Linked DNA regions of Mus musculus: regions 2 and 3 are each linked to region 1. Evidence: chromatin contacts called from public HiChIP or PLAC-seq and Micro-C data. All regions are on one chromosome and are shown on one strand. The core of a region is the stretch at or near the end of the contact, and the rest is flanking DNA. Distances in the headings are between cores, read along the strand shown.

Evidence for each region. Hi-C and Micro-C count contacts between places; a contact is called where the count stands out from the background. HiChIP or PLAC-seq counts read pairs in DNA pulled down with a chosen protein or histone mark.
Region 2: a Micro-C map of embryonic stem cells shows a contact between it and region 1, with 5 times the contacts expected there. The contact joins the promoter of Phf21a here to the promoter of Ambra1 in region 1. A contact is called at or near these places in 2 of 39 promoter capture datasets (erythroid cells and liver), 2 of 484 Hi-C or Micro-C datasets (CD4 T cells and embryonic stem cells) and 1 of 115 datasets of contacts at active chromatin or transcription factors (the 230-238 cell line).
Region 3: a contact with region 1 is called in an HNF4G HiChIP or PLAC-seq map of pancreatic cancer cells. The contact joins the promoter of Ddb2 here to the promoter of Ambra1 in region 1. A contact is called at or near these places in 1 of 39 promoter capture datasets (pre-B cells), 2 of 115 datasets of contacts at active chromatin or transcription factors (large pre-B cells and pancreatic cancer cells) and 1 of 9 other capture datasets (pancreatic islet).

Annotation. Positions count from the first base shown.
Region 1 is chr2:91,728,837-91,733,072 of GRCm38.p6, forward strand. Ambra1 (autophagy/beclin 1 regulator 1) reads left to right here and starts at 1,302. Exons shown (of 18, transcript NM_172669.3): 1 at 1,302-1,543.
Region 2 is chr2:92,181,477-92,185,700 of GRCm38.p6, forward strand. Phf21a (PHD finger protein 21A) reads left to right here and starts at 2,706. Exons shown (of 19, transcript NM_001362829.1): 1 at 2,706-2,876.
Region 3 is chr2:91,234,618-91,238,968 of GRCm38.p6, forward strand. Ddb2 (damage specific DNA binding protein 2) reads right to left here and starts at 2,449. Exons shown (of 10, transcript NM_028119.5): 1 at 2,073-2,449; 2 at 198-334. The coding sequence starts at 2,199. It overlaps A330069E16Rik (RIKEN cDNA A330069E16 gene), which reads left to right and starts at 2,529. Exons shown (of 2, transcript NR_015464.1): 1 at 2,529-2,784; 2 at 3,105-3,740.

The sequences.
Region 1 (4,236 bases), core at 52-2,551:
GAGCCTCCACTGCAGTCTCTCACACTCCCTCAGGCACACTGCAAATGTGGAACAGGAAGGCAAGCACATCAGAATTTCAAAGCCATTCTTGGATACACAGAGTTCAAGACCAGTGTGTGTGCCACACAAAATCCTGTCTCTAAAAACTATTTAGTGAACTAGCTACGAAGCTAACTAAAAGCACACTGTGGACTGTGGCTTTAGATCCTTGGAAGAAAATAAAAGAGAAGTAAGTGGTTTTTTTTTTGAGAAAGAATAGAATAGGCTGGGAGGTTGTGGTGTTCACCTTTAATCCCAGCACTCCGGAGGCAGAGGCAGGCAAATCTTTGTGAGTTGGAGGTCAGCCTGGTCTACAGAACCAGTTCCAGGACAGCCAAGGGTACACAGAGAGAAGCCTTGTCTGGCAAAACAAAACCAAAGAATAAAAATTTAAAAACAAGGTACAGGAACTTTCCCTTCCCACATTAAGGTGTGCCATTTTCTCTTGGATATTCTTCTAAAGCTGACCTGGAGCATTCATAGCGATTGTTCTTCAGCTCTGAGGGGAAACCAAGAATAAAGTGGTAAAGTCATTTGTTCAACTGGGACAAGTAGTGTGAGAAGTCTCTAAGTGTACGGCAGTCGTTGAACTATTAAGACGAGCTTTATTCTGCTATGATTTATCTTCAATCAATGTGCTCACAAAAGGCTAATTCCTTTTTCACTTAAAACAAGGTCTTTGGTGGCGCATGCCTTTAATCCCAGCACTTGGGAAACCCTGTCTCGAAAACCACACACTCAAAAAACAAAACAAAAACCAAAACCTAGCCAAACCAACCAACCAACCAAAAAAAAAAAAAAAAAAAAAAAAAAAAACAAAAAAACAACAAAAAAAAAAAACCACCAAGGTCTCATATAGTCCAGTTTGGCCTTGTGCTTAACTGACTATGACTTTGAACTCCAAATCCTCATGCCTCCTTTCCTAAAATGCAGGGACTACGGGGGGAGGGTGTGGGGGACTTTTGGGATAGCATTGGAAATGTAATTGAGGAAAATACGTAATAAAAAAAAAAAGTACCAGGAAAAAAAAAAAAAAGCAGGGATTACAAGCGTGCTCCTGTCTCAAAAATTTAGTTCTCTAAATTACTTTAACACTCTGTCACCAACAGAAAATGGCAGAATCCCAGCCTACTCTACGCTATAGTTTAATGATCTGGATTTGTTTATTTATGCCTAGGAAGGCAGCCGGATTTGCAGCAGGAGCTGAGCAATGTTTCGGCACTCGGCTGCAGTGCCTTGAACGATTGCTGGGGCGCTCTTCCTTTGATGTCTGGGCGTTCGTGTGTTCGATGATCTTTTGCGGCGTCTTCTTGGTTGATGTCTCCGGAGCGGCGGCGGCTGTGCCAGGTCCTGGACTGAGTTATCCCGGAGGCCCCGGGCTCTGGCCGCTTTCTTCCGCTGGTCGGTCGAGCGGACCCCTCGCTTTCTTCGGCCTCTCCCCGCCTTCCGTCCGTGGCTCCGTGCGCTCGCTGGCTTTCGGGCCGAGCTCTCACTCTCCTCGCAGGTAGGCCCGGGAGGAGCCTGGGAGGCCCGGTCCCGCATCCTTCCGCCCAAGGCAGGAGGAGACCTTAGCGCCGGCCGGTGGGCGAGCGCGCGGCCCGCCGGGGTGCGCGTTGTGAAGGGGGTTGCGCCCGGGGGCGCGGCCGGAGGGCGGCCCGGAACTGAGCGAGAAGCCGGAAGGAGGGAGAGATGCTGAAGCTGCCGGCCGGGTTCCGTAGAGAGGGGATGTCGGGTCCTGGACGCGTGTCGTCACCCCTAGATTGTAGGAACTTGGCTTTCTTAGACCCTATTCCCTTTCTCCTTTCCTACAACTCCGGTTCCGGATGTCATGCTCAGTTGCACTGGGGACCCCTACTGAGTTCAGCCTCGGAGTGCCCTTTTGAGTAGGTGGAGGCTATTGAAACTAGGCCCTCCAGCTCCTAGGAACGAAATATCACTTATAGTCTTTTGGGGTAGGGAAACCGAGGCTGAGGTAGGGGACGTGACTTTTCCCTGTGACCTCGACAGATCATTAAATGTGCTGTAAGGTTCTTTTTTTTTTTTTTTTTTTTTTTTTTTTGTCTTTAACAGTTCACAATTCTCCCATTTTACTGGTCACTTTTTACTTAACAGTCTCTCATTTGACTTTTTGGAACTCTTCTTTCTTAGAAACATATATTGTGTTACTGGAGGCTTCAGACATTAAGGGAGCAAGTGATGTTTTTGACTGGGTTTGCTTTTTCGAAGTTTGTATCGTTTTAGCAAAAGTAGTAAGGATAGTTTAGTTTTGTTTACTCATAAATAATTTGTTTACTTCCACTTTACTTCTGATTAATACTGATTCCACTCTTCAGCTTGTTCTGAAACTTTCTGCTATGGTGTTAAGTACTTAGTGCAAGATGGAAGATGCTTAAGATGGTTAAGACTTTGAATTCAGGTTCTTGTCTTGTGGAGGTCTTTTCTAGGAGGGAATCCAAGGAATCTCTTTTGAAACTTTTTTTTATTTGGTTAGTGATTTAGTCATTTTATTCAAGAGTTCAAAAGTCTGTGTAGAAATTATTCAAACATAATTGAAGATGAATCATTTGTGAACTTTACTGTTTCTCTCTTTTTTTTTTAAAGATTTATTTATTATATGTAAGTATACTGTAGCTGTCTTCAGGCACACCAGAAGAGGGTGTCAGATCTCATTACTGGTGGTTGTGAGCCACCATGTGGTTGCTGGGATTTGAACTCAGGACCTTTGTAAGAGCAGTCAGTGCTCTTACCCGCTGACCCATCTCGCCAGCCCTCTCTTTTCTTTTTCAAGGCCTTAAGGTCTAAGTGTTTTTGTTAATTTCATTTAATCAAATGTCTTGATCCTAAAAAAAAGTCTTGGAGGTTGTTTGATGTTGGGTAAGTTTCCACACTATATAGAAGTCATAGGAGAGTTGATTTTAAGGGTGTATAGATTGTGAAAATCAGTTTCTGCACAGTTTTAAGATGCTTCAGGCCGGGCGTGGTGGCGCACGCCTGTAATCCCAGCACTTGGGAGGCAGAGGCAGGCGGATTTCTGAGTTCAAGGCCAGCCTGGTCTACAAAGTGAGTTCCAGGACAGCCAGGGATATACAGAGAAACCCTGTCTCGAAAAAAAAAAGAAAAAAAGAAAAAAGATGCTTCAGGAACTTTAGAAAGATGATAGAATTTTACATTGTTTCTCTAATTTTTCCTTTAATGTATGTGTAAGGTCAGTGAGGTTTATTATTATTTCTCGCCTTTAGAAGTGCTGGGAATTTTGAACCCAAGGTCACACGCACGTGCTCTTCCACAGAGCTACATCCCTACCCCTGAGATCAGTAATACTTAAATGAAGGTGATTGATGGAATGATTGATTGTGTGTCTGTGTGTCTGTCTGCACATGGGCATGCCATGCATGCATATGGATGTCAGAGGACAATTTCCAGGAGTCATTTCTCTCTGGCACACGGTTCCCAAGTGAATTCAGGTCATCTGGCTTGATAGTAATCTGAGCCATTTTGTTTTTTTTTTTTTGTTTGGTTTTTGTTTTTTTTTAGACAGGGTTTCTCTGAGTAGCCCTGGCTGTCCTGGAACTCACTCTGTAGACCAGGCTGGCCTCGAACTCAGAAATCCACCTGCCTCTGCCTCCCAAGTGCTGGGATTAAAGGTGTAAGCCACCACTGCCTGGCTACTTGATTCATTTTTGTATGCTTTTTTTTGTTTGTGTGTTGCTGTTTTTGAGGCAGGATCCCTTATATTCCAGGCTAGCTTCATTGACTGTGCAGCTGAGGACGGCCTGAGCTCTTTGATCCTCCTGCCTCCACCTCAGTTACTGGATTACCAGTGTGAACCACTGCTTGACAATTACTGAAGTCAATTTGGGCTGTTTCCTGGGATTTCAGAAATGTTCACATTATGACTGAGTTATTCTGTATTTTCATAAGATGGTTCTTGTGGATAATTAAGAGATATAAGCTGCCTGGTGTTGGTGGTTCACACCTTTAATTCCTGCACTTGGGAGGCAGAGGCAGGCGGATTTCTGAGTTCGAGGCTGAGAAACCCTCTCAGAAAAAAAAAAAGAAAGAAAGAAAGAAAGAAAGAAAGAAAGAAAAAAAGAGATATAAGCTTCAAATAGCTGTGGCAGTACATACTTTAAATTCCAACACTCCAGAGAGACTGAGGCAGGAAGATTGTAAGTTCTAGGTCAGCCTGAGTTAACA
Region 2 (4,224 bases), core at 1,456-3,955, 450 kb after region 1:
CTTAAAATCTAAGATATTTACAATCTGGGCTTTTACAGAAAATGTTTGCTGATCTGCTCTGTAAGGACTTACACATCTACACCCAAGTTGAACATGACTACTCTCTAACCTCCCAGTGCATACACACTTTTTTTTTCCTCCCAAAAAGAACACTAAGGCCACTTTCCTCTGGAAAAAAACAATGTTGCCATCTTGGAATGATTTGAAATGACACCTTAGATTACTGTTACAATGGTGCACTACTACAGTTTGAGCCCCGTGCCCATCTTAAATACATCGGTTACCCCTAGTGCTGAAATCTTAGCGCCAACTCTCCTCCTGTTATTTATCCTCACTGCCGTACAGGTTGAGCTATTTCATAGTATGAGTTCATCCAGGCTTCCTGAATCATTAATAGGGACTTTCAGGTTTTACTCTCAAACTCTTACACTTTCTGCTGTGAATTCTTTTTAACCTAAAACTACTACTAAATGGCCTATACACGAAAATAAAGTTCACTTTTTTTACTTTTAAGAAATCAGAATTTAAAAAAAAATGCCTTCTCTTGAGAAGCTAAATTTAAAATTTGCAGTTCACAGAAGAAAACCTCTTCATATCCAGTGATCTCAAAGCCCCTCTGGTAAGATAAAGACTGTGCGCTTATTTTTAAATACTATTTCCTGGAGAAAATATTATTTAATGGAAAAGACGTGACTAGTAACAAATCAAGTCTAAGGCTCTCCCTGGTCTTGCCAGCGACTCCCTTTGACTTTGGGCAAATCATCTTACTACTGTTGCTCTTTATCTGCAAAAACTGGACTTCATGCCTATGGGAGTTGCATGGTTAATCAATGCCTGGAAAATGCGTAGTGGCAGATGCTACAAAAGTGCTGAGCCTTAAAAACAAAACCACCCCCAGCCCCCATTTGTATTCCGTTGAGGTTGAGGTTTATTGTTATTTAACATAGGAAGGCTAACACTACGTTAAGTCCAGCGTGCAGCTCAGAACAGAGATCACTGTCCAGATGGGATTTTTTTTTTTAAGAGCTAAGATTTTTTTTTTTTTTTTACTTTTAAAAAAAATTGTGGTTGGGGGTTATTTTATAACCCAACAATTCACCCGTGCAAGAGCATTAAGCTTCAAGTTGAAAACTATCGATTTAATAATTTAAATGAACCTCCTCAATGATTAAAAAAAAAAAAAAAAGGCCCTCCCCGCTCAGCCAAGAAATCTCTGAAAACAAGAATTCTTCTGATGTCGTCCCCCCCAACCCCCGCCCCTGCAGTTCTCCATGTTACAGTCCTTGGAGGTGGACTAGGCATAAAATACTTTCACTAATAAAATATGACAAACCGCCGGATTATACGTGGCCGATTCCCAGTGATTGCCCTGCTACACAAAGCAGAAAAGTAAATGCCATCATCCCCCTTAGAACAAAAGAACTTAGGAATAAAAAACATGGAGAGGGGGGCAGAAAGCAGCAATAAATAAAGGTGAGCGAAGGACCCCGTCCCCCGCCCCTCCCCGGAGCTAGAGTGGGACTCGGCACGGCTAATAAAGTGGTTCAAGGGTAGTTATTTGCAAAGGGGGCGGGGTGGCCGGGGATTGCATGTTGCATTCGACTTGAGCTTGCATCTTCTCCTGTTGCCTGGACCACTCGCTCCCCCATTGCAGTGCTTCCTCCTCGCTCCTGCCTCCTTTCCACCCCCACCCCTGCAAACTGCTGTTGCACTGGAGGGAGTTGGGGTTGCTCGGGAGCCCCCCAGCAGCTCTCAACGGCGGGAGGGGACCGGGGCTCGGGCCTGGCCGGGGCTGCGACGCGGCGGCGGGCCGGGAGTTTGGCGGCCGCTCGGCCCCAGCGCCGCCGCCGCCGCTGCACCGGAGTTTGGCTGCTGCTGCCCTACTTCACTCTAGTTTAGTTTCACTCACTTTACATCCGGGTTTTTTCCCTAGGCAATGGGTGCCGCAGCACACCCCGTTCCTTAGGCAAAGTGAAATAAATTCGCCGCACCGACACGTCAAGTAGTCCGCCCGCCCGAGCGCCGCCGCGGGCCCCCGCCGCCGCCCCGTGCCCCCGTGGGGGTCCCCGGCGCCTCCCGCGAGCGACGGGCTCGCACGCAGGGGCGCGGGGCGGCCCGGGACCGTCGCGGTCCAGCTCCGCCCGGCCCCCCGCCCGCCCGCCCGCTCTTCCCTCGTCCCCGCTTCCCCAGCTCCAGTCCCTCTCGCCCGGCTCTCGGGAGCGGCGGGGGCGCGCACGGCGGCGGCGGCGGGCCGGCGGGGCCGCGCGGCGGGCTCCCGCGCGGGCGAGTGTGTCTGGGCCTGGGCGGAGGGATCCCCGGGCTGAGGCGGCGGAGGTGCTGCGGCCCGGGGCCGGGTGGTGAATGGGCTGGTGGTGCTCGCTGCTGCTGCTGAGAGGAGGAGGAGGAGGATGAAGAGTTGGGCTTGTTTGTCTCCCACAGTTTCTCTCCTGCTGCTCTGATTCCTCCCTCCCCATTCCGGCCCGGGGCCTGTGTGTGTCTCTCCTGGAGGAGGAGGAGGCTCCAGTTCCTCCCCCCCACCCCCTCCTCCCCACCCCCCCTTGCCTGGGGAAGAGGAGGAAAGAAACAGCCCAGAGAGAGAGAGAGAGAGAGAGAGAGAGAAAGAGAGAGAGTGTGAGTGAGTGAGAGAGAGGAGAGGAGGAGGAGGAGGGAGAAGGGAACAACCTACCATCTTAACACACTAATATCTAAAAAGTGCGAGAGGCCCAGAGCAGCAGCAGCAGAAGCAGCAGCGGCAGCTCCAGCCTCTTCCCTCCCTCCCCATGAAGAAGAGTTCCCTCCTCCTCCTCCTCCTGCTTCTCCTGCTCAGAGTTCCTGCCTCCAGCTGCCAGGGGGGACAGCCAGCCAGCAGCAGGAGGGTGCAGTATCCCAGCTTTTTCCATTCTCTCTTTTCCTCACTCTCTCTCTCTCTCTCTCTCTCTCTCTTTTTTTCTTGAGTAGCTCTATTTCTCCTCCCTCCCCCTTCCCCCCCTCCCTCTCTCCCTCTGTCTTGTCTCTGGTGTTTGTCTCTGGGAAGGAGCAGGGGCTGCTTGCTTGGAGTTTGTTGTGGGGGGGAGGTAGGGGGAGGGGAGGGGTGTGTGGGAGGGAGGAGGGAAAGGGGGTGTTCTTGTCAGGACCCCTCAGTCAACTTGAGATTTCAGCAATAACTTCCCCTTCGGGGCGCCCCCCTGCGTGCCCTTTTCCTATTCCTCTCCCCCCCCCCTCCAGGAAAAAAAAAAAGACAATGGGAATACCTCGTCTCCCCCCTTCCTCCCCTCTGCCCTCCACCCCTCCCTAGGATAGATTGGAAGTAAGTTTATGAGCAGCCTCGGGAGCCTGGGCGCTGAGTACAGGGCCAGAGCGGGTGACAGGGGCGGCGCGTCGGGGGTGGCGGCGAGGGGGCGACACAGAGTCCCCGTGGGGGGTCGGGCTGGGGGGCCGCAGGGGCGGGGGGCGCGGGCCGAGGCCGCCCCCCGCGAGTGCCTGCGGCCAGGGGATGGCCGCCTGGGCCCCTTCCCCACCCCCACCCCCTGGGATGCTGTCGGGGGGAAGTTTTTATTATGGTTATTTAATTTTAAAAAATATTTTTTTGGGAAAACCATCTTGTTTGGTGACTGAGAGATCTGGTTTAAAAAAAAAAAAAAAAAGCTGCGGCTGCTGACGCTGCCGGGCCCGAGTGTGTGTGAGTGAGTGTGTGTTGGTGCATTTGTCTTGGGTGGCCGGAGCAGCGTTGGGGAAATTCCGCTTATTCTTCTTCTTCTGCAACTTGTTATTCCGAGGAGTCCGCCTGCACCCCTCACCCTGGGGCGGCCCTCCCGCCGTCGCCGCCGGCCGGCCGCCCCGGGACCCCGCGCGGGCCGGGGACTCGCAGGCCCCTCAGAGAGGGGCCGCGGCCGCCCCTCCCCCCCGGGCCGCGGGGGGAGGGGCGCGCGGAGTGGGACTCTTTCCGTTTGGTCCAGCCCCGCGGTGCACGCAGTTCCCAACACTTCTCGTCATCCTCTCTCTGCTCTCTTTATTCTGCTGAGCGGTGCTGTTAGGATTTCTTTCTCTCTCTCTCTTCGCTCGCTCTCTTTTTTTTCCTACCTCCTCTTCCTCCCTTGACCACGCTCGCAATGGTGGGTAGCTGCAAGGTGGCCCTGGCAGGGGAGGGGTTTGATGTGGACACTGGGGCACCGGGCGAGAGAGGTCTCCTTTCAACTTTGTCTTGTGGCTTGCACCCCGGGAGGA
Region 3 (4,351 bases), core at 1,199-3,698, 490 kb before region 1:
AAAGCAAGAGGGAGAACGCATGTTGTGGCTAGAAGTCTACAGAGTAAAACCTTTTCTCTTTGACTCAGTGTACAGTAGGTCAATCATCATACCTGGGGGTGACCTGATGATCCTGAACCAATTTATCATCTAGTGAGAAAGAGCAATAGTTGAAAAGCTATGTGACCTTTGAGCACGTCAGACAGGAAACATCTCACCTGCTGTAGTGATGACCAGGTGGCTTTGCCCAACTTATGCTGGTAAAGATCCCTGACAATGCTGCTACTCCGTGAAGGGATCTGCAGGCTGGACAACTCTGCCAGAAGGCAGCACGACTCACATGTCCTGCTAGAAACTACCAAAGAAGAATACAAACATTTTCCTCTCCCAAATCTCAGGAAAGGTTCCCCCTGAAAACCCTTTGTCTCATCATCTCCTTAAAAGCCTTTCTCTGCAGTTGAGTCTCACTCAACCCAAGAGAGAAATAAAAAACCCTTTTCCAAAACACTCCTCCAAACAGAAATTCTGAAGTGAAACTAAATATAACCTCACAGGGTTCCTTAGAGCTTTGCCAGAGAGATACACAATTGTGGACACTGAAGACTTTTCTTGTGTGGGATCACAAATAAGTAGGAGTTGAGGGACAATCTTTTTTGTTGTTGTTGTTGTTTTTGGTTGTTTGTTTGTTTTTATTTTTCAAGATAGGGTTTCTCTGTGTAGCCCTGGCTGTCCTGGAACTCACTTTGTAGACCAGGCTGGCCTCGAACTCAGAAATTCGCCTGCCTCTGCCTCCCGAGTGCTGGGATTAAAGGCGTGTGCCACCACGCCCGTTTGTTTTTTTTTTTTTTTTTTTTTTTTGAGGGACAATCTTAAAGATCACAAAATAACATCAGGGCTGGTGAGATGGCTCAGCTGTGGTTAAGAGCACTAACTGCTCTTCCAGAGGTCCTGAGTTCAATTTCCAGCAACTACATGGTGGCTCACAACCATCGGAAATGGGATCCGATGCCCTCTTCTGGTGTATCTGAAGACAGCTACAGTGGACTCATACATTAAATAAAATAAATCTTAAAAAAATAAAATAAGAGCTATCCAAATACAGTGGTGTATAACTGTAATCCTAGCACTCAGAAGCTGCAGCATACTTGGATTGGAGGCCAGCCTGGGCTATAGAGCAAGACTCTGTATTTAAAGAAATACTAAATAATGTCATGAGCAACCATTACTTGAGTGGAAACCAGAAGAATGCAGTAAGGTTTAGAAAAGTTCCAAATTGATTAGGTGGCTTCAAGGAAGAGAGGTAAATCAGAGTATAATAAAAATAAGCCGGGAATGGTGGCACACGCCTTTATTCCCAGCACTTGGGAGACAGAGGCAGGCGGATTTCTGAGTTCTGAGGACAGCCAGGGCTACACAGAAAAACCCTGTCTCGAAAAACTAAATAAATAAATAAATAAATAAACAAACAAACAAATAAATAAAACAACTCTGAATTACCAAGCCCTTCTGGTGGACCCAATCTATAAGTCCTTTTTTTCTCTTGACAACTTTCCTTTCTTTTCATGGCTAAAACCACTCTTATCAATTTATCACATTCCTTATAGCCCCAGGTTCAAGTCCTGGTAAACCTCTGAGAATGCGCTTTCTGAAGAAAGGAGGGAGGGAATTTCAGACTCTCAGAGCTAACATAACCGAGAGGCTATGAAAGGGAGGATTACTTTGAAACAGTAGATGTGTAAAACTTCTGGAACAAGGAAAGTGGGGACTGTGGCTTTTACGGTGATGGCACTCATCTGACTCTTTCTGTCACCTGGGGTAGAGGTGGGGGGGCTGTTCAACTTAAAACTCTCTGCTGTCAATGAACTGGCCAATAAAACCAGTCGGCAGCGTGTGGCTCAGTGGCAGCCCACTTGCTGAGAGAACTGGAGGCCTGGGTTCGAACCCTCGATCTCCCAAATAAAATCACAGCCTGAGGCGACAGAAGCCAAGAACTGCTTCAGAAGCCCAGGCACAAGCACCCACCACCCCAGCTTCAGCCTCTGGCGCGAGCACCCTGAACCCCCGGAAAGCTAAGGCAGCAGCACAGGCCGTACCGGGACCCTGCACACGCAGCTTCTTGGCTTCGGGCTCCAGCTCCTGAGGACCTCTGCGACTTTTGCTCCTGAGGAGCACCGCAACGTCGGGGGACTTCTGGGTTTCTGGGCATTTCTTGGGAGCCATGACGTACTCGGTGAAGAGATATCAAGCTCTGTGGCAAAATAACGAAGCAAGGAGTGGAAAAGCCTCCGTGGAGAAAACAGGAAGGGACTACGTATGAGGCAGCGCCGTCGCAGGTAGCGCAGCTAAGACACCTTCGCGCCAAACGCTCCTCCGGGCTGCTTTACTTTTAGCCCCGCCCCGTCCCCTCAGGGCTGTCCCGCCCCTTGGAACTGCCCCGCCCCCTCGGGATTGCCACAGTAGGGGGCTGTCTTGCCCCCGGAACTGCCCCGGACTGCCCCAACCCCTCGGGCACGGCCCGCCCCCGGCCGCTCCTCCTCTTCCGGAGTAACGTGTGCAGCTCACAGGGAGGGTTTTTTATTTTAACTCCCTAGGAGCTGGGCCTTGGCTTGTGCTGGATCTGAAGAAAGCCGATTATTTGAACCTGAGGAGGGAGCGCTGGCCGTAAACCCTGCATGCTGGAGGCGGAGCCAGGCGGCGTTTCAGGCCAGCCTGGTGTACACGTTCCAGCAATCCGGTGACCTACGCAGAGAAACCCTGTCTCGAAGAACAACAAAGAGAGAGAGAGAGAGACAGAGACAGATAAAAGTAGGTAGTTTATGTCTTAAAAAGAGCAAAGATTCAAGTGTGGCTAAATATTTCTCATTTCCCCCATTAATAATAGGTGTCTCTAGGGCTGGAGAGATGGCTCAGTGGTTAAGAGCACTGACTGCTCTTCCAGAGGTCCTGAGTTCAATTCCCAGCAACCACAAGGTGGCTCACAACCATCTGTATTGGGATCTGATGCCCTCTTCTGGTGTTTCTGAAATGACAGTGTATTAAATAAATAAATCTTAAAAAAAAAAAAAAAGTGCCTCTGATTACCCAATCACAGCCTTAGCATTTGATTCTTTCCTCTCGCTTTACAGATGAATGTATTTTACCTCATACTATAGAAAAGAGCTGTATCTATGGTGGCAGGCTCTGTGTAATTCCCAACACTGAGGAGGCTGAGGCATGAAGAGTTTGCCTGGACTACACTGATATCTTGTAAGGATCAGATAAGAGTGAGAAAATCTGGGGCTGGAGCGATGGCTCAGCGGTTAAGAGCACTGACTGCTTTTCCAAAGGTCCTGAGTTCACATCTCAGCAACGACATGGTGGCTCACAACCATCTGTAATGAGATCTGACTCCCTCTTCTGGAGTGTCTGAAGACAGCTACAGTGTAATTATTTATAATAATAAATAAATCTTTAAAAAAGAAAAAGAGTGAGAAAATCTGGCATGCTATTGCACAGCAAGGTGACAGCAGACAATGGGTTTGCTGTATATTTTCTAAAGGTAGAAAGGTTTTGAATGTTTTCACCACAAACGATATCTGAGAAGATGTGCCTAACCCAATTTAAAGAATACAATATGTGTGTGTCAAAAGTAATGTATTCCTTATGAAGATGATACTTACATAAACATATGTAAAATTTATATGTTTTAATGTAGTTTAATTTTATTTTAAATTAAAATGATGCTCTAGAAGAAAATAAAAAGCTGAACCCAGCACCAATAATGGGGATGTCCTAAGATGTGCTTAAATTAAGAATTGTAGCTTAGTGGCTGGAGAGATGGTTTAATGGCTAAGAGAGCTTGCTGCTTTTTCAGAGGACCTGAATTCTGTTCCCAGTACCCAGGCAGGTGGCTCACAAATACCTATATGTAACTCCAGCTCCAGAAGACCAGACACCCTTTTCTGGACTCTGCAGGCAGATGCAGCCATATATACACATAAGCACATAAAGAAACATGTATACACATAAGTAAAAAAAAAAAAATTACAAGCTGGTCAGTGGTGGAATATGCCTTTAATTCCAGCACTTAGGAGGCAGAAGTAGGTCTAGTCTGCAGCGCTAGTTCCAGGACAGCAAAGGCTACAGAGAAACACTGTCTGGAAAACCTAAATAAGTAAATAAATAGCCAAGGCTGCAGAGAAACCCTGGGAAAACAAAACAAAGAAATAAGTAAACCCAGCAGTGGTGGCGCATGCCTTTAATCTCAGCACTTGGGAGGCAGAGGCAGGCGGATTTCTGAGTTCAAGGCCAGCCTGGTCTACAGAGTGAGTTCCAGGACAGCCAGGGCTACACAGAGAAACCCTGTCTCGAAAAACAAACAAACAAAACAACA